Regions from separate parts of the Danio rerio genome. Here region 1 is linked to region 2. The links are chromatin contacts, called in public HiCAR-type maps. All regions are on one chromosome and are shown on one strand. Each heading gives the region's core, a stretch centred on a gene start, on an enhancer-like site or on the middle of the called end of the contact. The rest is flanking DNA. Distances are from core to core; before and after follow the strand shown. Region 1 holds the start of si:dkey-5g14.1. Region 2 holds the start of arfip2b (ADP-ribosylation factor interacting protein 2b).

Region 1 (3,682 bases), core at 409-2,908, 270 kb before region 2:
GGAAAATCTGGTCATTACAGCAAAAATTCTTTCTCACAAATAAGTAAACAAAAGAAAAGTTGTTTTTTTTAACTGATTCATAGTTTTTTTTTTCCTGTTAAGAAAGTTATTCACAAGTTTAGAGTTGACACTGACTTGAGTTGTTATTTTTGTGTGAATGGTGACGAAACGGTGACACATTTGTTTTGGTCATGTCATTACATTCAGCAGTTACGGATTAATATAGATTTATTTTTGTTGAGGTGAAGATTCTTCAGCAATATATTATATTTGGGTATTTAGACTCAGACCCCACAAAAGAAAATAATGTTTTTTATAAATAAAATTACTTTCTTAAGTAAATATTACATTCACAAATGCAAATTCTCAAATAGTAAACCTGCCTTTGTAGTCTTCATTAACGATATGGAGAATTATATAAAGTTGATTTCAGGATCGGCTAATAAGAAAGCTTTAAAAGTGGTCAAAATATGCTCTGCTTTTAATATCTTCATTTAAGTAATCTTAAATTAGCACGTGTTTTACAAAAAACCTTTAATGCTTTTTTTTCTTTTCTCTTTCTCTCTTTTCTTTATTTCCTTATATCTTATGATGCTATTTTTTATATTCTTTCACATTGTATGTACTTTTTTGTCGATATCACTTGTTGATTGATATTATATTTTAGGTTTTATGTACTGTTATGTTCCTGATTTGAGCAATAATCTAAAAAACAGGTAAATTATTATAATTGCTAGTTATTATATACAGAAGTTAAATGGATTGAAAATGAAATTATGTGAACACTATTATAAGCTAAAATCTTAAAGCAATAAGATCTTCACAGATGTATCTGATGCACCACATATATGGTACTGTAGATCTGTAAGTGATCTAACATTTGTCTTCTCTTTATTTCTTGATTTTGCGCATTTTATTTTAGAGCTATATTATGTTTTAAAGTTTTATTTATGTTATATTTATGTTTTTTAACTTCCTAACTCATGTTTTGTGCAGAAAAAAAAGTTTAATAAAAAATACAATAAGAATATATTTGTAATTTGTCACAAATTATATTTTTTTTATGCTGCATATATCATTTTTTGAGTTTAATAAAATGTCATGAAAATGACATGGTAACCGCTTTTAGCTTACATAGACATTTGTTATTTATTATTGTTCAATATGGGCCTCGAGGCGCCCTCTTCAGACAATAGTTTATTAAAACAACCAATTTATTTATATTTTATTTCTATTTTCTTCCTCTTTCAGTCATTTAGACTCTTCCCATTACAAACGCCCACTCAATGTTAGCGTAACACTAAGAAAATGGGCAATGCAATGGTTCTAAATCAGTAAAATAAAACTTTATTAAATTAAGCAACAATGTTTTATGAACTATCTACAATATTTTCTTTCTTACGAGCAAGCATTACAAGTTTTCAAGAGATATTTTGTAATATCACAGATATACCAAAATAGGAAATATGAGAAATATAACAAATGAATTAAGTGCAAGATCAACAGAATGAATAACCACACTGTTTTGAATAGCTCCTAAAATCCCATTACCATCGCAATTTCATGAGTTGTCCCGCCCGTTTTGGGTGACTGGCAGCTTCACCAACCAATGATTTGAAATCCTTAAATTCAACCGACCAATCAGGTAAAGACATCCAGGAAACCGGCGTTTCATAAGAGGTTGCAAGATGTCATGTTTCATAAACAAAACAGAGAACAACTTTTAACTGTCGGGGAGCTTGCAGAAGAGTCTCGGCGGATGAGAGCAACTCTGTCTACATTTGCTTTGATGAAGACGTACGTCCTCAGTATATCTGCGCTGTCCGTAAGTAAACTGGATAGACTGGTAGCTGTCCAAGGTGGTCGGCAGGTTGACCGGTTAATTTAAGCTGTCATGATGCAAGTTGTTTAGGGGTTGATGGTTAGCCAATTACGTAGATCCGAGAGTAGTGTGATTATGGTAGATTGATGTAATTGTTTGTTTTATTCTTGTCTTTGCAGCTCACATCGTCGACGACACTATGAAGCGACTGTACTTTATCGAGCCCGTCGTCGCGATTTACGCGTTTGCCAGTTTTATGCTGTATCCTCTCATCCAGCAGTATGTGTATCGCAGACTGTGGCTGGAGATCACAAACTCGACCTATCCAGTGTCCGAAAACACTTCTCAATGCGCCGCCAACAGCAGCAACCACACCAGCCGACAAGAGGTACAGTATGCCACACGTTACATTCATATCTGACTCAAGCATTTTCATATTATTTACATATTCAGGCACTGAAATCATATATACACTACAATTTTGGTTTATACAGCAAAAAATAGCCTTTTTCTTACTTAAAGTTGTCTTGTTAAGAAAAAGTAAAGTAAGAAAAGCATTTTTTTTACAGTGTAGATGTGTTTTTTTTAGCAGTTGCTTTTTTTTAACAAACCTGCCTCTAGATATTTTAGTGAACAGCCAGTTCCCCTCAAGGTGTCTATAGGAGATATTTTATATCTTATAAAATTTAAAGTTCAGCTTATTATCAGAGTATATTTGAGTGTGTTGTTTTTTTAAGGTTATCTAAGAAAAGTGTTTGATTTGCTTCATGTTTTTGTGGAAGTGTCTGCTTCTCTTTTGTTTGTATATTAATTTAGTAGATTCCTCTGGATTAATTTATTTGTTTTATTTGTGTGTCAGTGTTTTACATTTAAAATATTGAATTTTGAAATTTATGCTTTTCTGAATTTTCATCATCAATTTACCATATTTTCCAAATTCTGAAAGACATGCACAATAGCCATACTAGATACATTTTTATATATTCAGCCTTTGTGTATGACTTTAGAAAAATGGCTGCATCATATTTATCTTTTATTACACAAGAGATTAGAAGCTCTTTCAGGACTTTATACCAAAATCTAGGGCTGCTCAATATTGGGAAAATCAGGTATTGTCATGTTTTCTTTTTCTGCGATAAATATTGTAATTAATATATATATATATATATATATATATATATATATATATATATATATATATATATATATATATATATATATATATATATATATATATATATATTTCACCAGATGACTTGAAAATTGCTATTTGGAAAGAATATATTTATTTAGAATAATTGACATGATTCTGTAAGGAAGTGAACCATTGTTAAAATGTTATAAACATTTACAAGCAAATACATCCATATAAGATAAGCTAAGATAAAATGTGTTGTTTTCGGGGCAGTCAAGCAGTAATCAGGTACATGATTTAAATAATAAAAGGGAAAATAACTTCAAAAGTCTTTACTGATATAAAAAAAAACAATAAAACTCATTAAACTTTTTTAAAGCTACAAATAGTAAAATTTATTGTGCCTAAATGCTTTAATTTTACTCAGCATTTAAAAATGTGATTATGAAAAACTTTTACTCTTTTTTGGATAAACTCTGCAGTAACTACACTTGTGTTTCTTATAGTCAACTATAATCATAACTCAAAATTGCATTTCCTGATATTGCAATATCGATGCTGAAACGATATATTGTGCAGCCCCACCAAAATCAGTTTTTATTGTTATTATTTTTATTATTTTTTGTTTGTTTACATGCCTGTAACTCAAAGTAAAAAAGATCTCTCATTTAACATTAAAGTTTGGTTCTTAATAAGCATTTGTTTTGACACACCTATTTTCATAT
Region 2 (3,326 bases), core at 145-2,644:
CTAATGCTTTGCCTATACTGCCACCCTCTGACCAACATAGGCTACCTGTTTCCATATAAGTTTTTTTTTTTTTTTTTGTACTGTTGGTCTTTTTAGAAAGCAAAACAAAATAGATAAATTATACATTAATGTAAAAATTAAGATGGACTGAATTCATATGATGTTAAACAATACTTGGTGCTGACAAGGATAAAACAGAAATATATGATTATTAAAAAAATTTAAAATAAATAGTTCTTAAATAAAAACTTACCTACCAGGTTTGTGTGTGTGTGTGTGTGTGTGTGTGTGTGTGTGTGTGTGTGTGTGTGTGTGTGTGTTTTAAAATTCAAAATTGAATTTTGTTTGCCCTTTATTATCTTAGCTTTTTTTCTATCTGTTTATTGATGTATTTTTGTGTGTATCTTTTAGCTTTATTTTTCGTATGCCGTAAAGGAGATTCATACAATAAAGTTTATTAATATTTTTATTAATGTTGTTATTATGTTAAGACATTGTGTTTGCAAAAGCTATCTATATTTCTATCTTTATATATTATTATTAAGCACAACAACAATAATAATAATAATAATAATAATCACAAACATAAATTCTGTGCGTTTATGCAGGTTGATCATCTTTATTTCAATAATGTTATTTTGCTATATATTAATAAAAATGCTGAAAGAAATGCATTATTATTATTGTTATTTTTATCATTAATATTATTATTAGTCGTTTTAATTTAGAATATTCTTCTCACACCTGTGATTTTTACATATACAGCTGAAATCAGAATTATTACCCACCTACTCCCTTTGAATTTTTTTTTTTTTTTACCTTTTTAAATATTTCACAAATTATGTTTAAAAGAGCAAGGAAATTTTCACCATATGTTTGATAATATTTTTTCTTCTAGAAAAAGTCTTTTTTGTTTTATTTCGGGTAGGTAAATTTTTTTTTTTTACATTTTAAGTTCAAAATTATTAGACCCTTAAGCTATTTTTTTCAATAGTCTACAGAATAAACCACCTAATTAACCTAGTTAAGTCTTTAAATGTTACTTTAAACTATATGGAAGTGTCTTGAAAATATCTAGTCAAATATTACTTACTGTTATCGTGACAAAAATAAAATAAATCAGTTATTAGAACTATTATGTTTAGAAATGTGTTGAACAGATCTTCTATCAGTTAAACAGAAATTGGGTGCAAAAATAAACAGGGGGCTAGTTCAGGGGGTTTTGACAATTCTGACTTCAGCTGTAAATCCGACCTGCTGTAACAGGTGATTTCCCTTCCCATCATGGCTTCTCTCTGACGCTGGCTGCGTATTCCACGTCGGCAAAGGAACGTCGGCGCCTGTCGTCAGATCCGCAAGGCATTTCGGGCTGCTGGAGGCTGATTCGCCCAATAATACAAACAAGCCGCCGGACATAGTGGAATCGGTTGAACATGCGAATAAACGCTTGCTTGTGATTTAACATAAACTCAGCCTTCATGAATGCACGCTGTTATTGTCTCTGCACTCTTTCGGAAGTGTCAGGGTTTGATTGCGCGTGAACCGGGATAAATATCCAGCACGCGTGACAAATAGCTCATCCTAGAGAAGGAAACGCACAGGTAAGATAATCATTTATATGTCTTTATCTTTATTCATGCAGCCCTTATGCCACTTAGCAGACGCGGGTTAAGGTTTATGTAGTGCGCTGTGGTGAAGAATAAAACACGACGTCAACAGAAATAATAATAATGGGCGGCATTACTTACGGTCCTAATGTGTTTTATTTATCTTGTTTTCATTTATGTTTGTAATATAAAATGGAAGGCCACTAAGCGACATGAACTGCCTCTTGGACGCTGGATATTTGAGCCAGAAGGCTGTAACTTACCTGGCACATTATTACAGTGATGCCATATGTGATCATGCCGTTAGGGCGATAATGCATAAAAAGTATATATTTTTAAGTCGAAATAACGTGCTTTTTTATTTTATTTTATTGTAAAAATGTATTTAAAGTGTTATTTTCATCTCGAGTTTGTACAGCTGTCACAGTTTGCCTGTTCCACCTGTTCACCCAGGACAGGTTGTTTGGTTCGAGTTTTGACAGAACACAGATCAAGCATTCGTTTACCGACTGTTTAAACTACTAAATCCTTTTGTTCATGTACTTAAAAAAAAAAAAAAAATAGTATTACAATTTTTTAACGATTTATTGTTTAACACTTGAGTAAAGCACGGGCCAATAACGTTCGAGTGTTGGCAGCGAAGGGGTTGGATTTGCTCTTTCCCTATTTACTACTTTTTGCATCGCAACATGCCCGCTTCCATAGGCCCACTAACTTTATTTAGTAGATGACAAACAGTTTTGCATAGTGTAGCGTGACAAGATGTTCTGACGAGATTCTGTGGCATCTGAAGGACACGTTTTACTATCCCATATGGCCATTGACAACAAGAGAGGAAAGGCTGATGGCTTTATAAAGCTATGCAACTGCCTGTTGTTTACATGACAGATAGACATTGTGGGATGTAGCCTAGTATTTCCATATTTCATTGATACAACACATTCATACTATATAGAACATACTATTAACGGTTAAGAGGCAAGTTTCAAACCAAATGTAATTCGATTTAAATTGATTTAGGAGCACAGCAGCTGTCTAGACTATTATTGTTAACAAACCAGAGATACAAATGGTTTTTATATCCATTTGGCCACGAAATAGCCATAAGTTGCTGATGTGGCAATAAATAAATTAATAAATGCAATTAGTTTTTGAGAGAGAAATGCTTATGACAGTCTTACTAAAACCTTTTAGCATATTTGTAAGCATGCATATTTTAGTTTAGGTATTTTTTGAAAACAAAGTAGTTGAGTGAATGGTACAATGACTCTCTCATAAACTCACATCCCATGTCTTTGCACTTGCCCGGATTGGCTAATCTGGGGAACCGGGAGAATTCCCAGTGGACTGGTCCGTTTTTGGCCAGCAAGGTGTCCCTAGCTGCTTGCACTCTAAGCAGTCGCACTTTTTCATTCATTTTTTTATTTGACCATAGACTCACTCTTTTTATTCATTATTTTGCAGCAGCTCCGCTCTTTTTATTTATTTTCTCGAACCCCCTTGAGCAAAATGCAGCCTGCAGGTTAATGATGACCCCAAACAGCAGCACCCTAGTGAATATAAGAATTTGAATAATTAATACTAATGAATATTACACCTGCTCAATGAAAATCAGATGATTCATTAAATTAATAAATCTGACATAACTTGATTAGATATCTGAAAAGGGGAGAAAAAGATTAAGCCATCAATAAAAAGTAAGACTGTGGTGAAGAGTCT

What was found. HiCAR-type assays count read pairs that join an accessible place to other places.
Region 1: a HiCAR-type map of caudal fin shows a contact between it and region 2, with 6 times the contacts expected there. The contact joins the promoter of si:dkey-5g14.1 here to the promoter of arfip2b in region 2. A contact is called at or near these places in 4 of 18 Hi-C or Micro-C datasets (caudal fin, fibroblasts, hematopoietic stem cells and 1 more) and 2 of 4 datasets of contacts at active chromatin or transcription factors (caudal fin and embryo).

What each region holds. Positions count from the first base shown.
Region 1 is chr10:31,456,497-31,460,178 of GRCz12tu, reverse strand. It overlaps si:dkey-5g14.1, which reads left to right and starts at 1,658. Exons shown (of 6, transcript XM_679321.10): 1 at 1,658-1,825; 2 at 2,002-2,210. The coding sequence starts at 2,022.
Region 2 is chr10:31,187,461-31,190,786 of GRCz12tu, reverse strand. It overlaps arfip2b (ADP-ribosylation factor interacting protein 2b), which reads left to right and starts at 1,394. Exons shown (of 9, transcript NM_001017649.1): 1 at 1,394-1,601.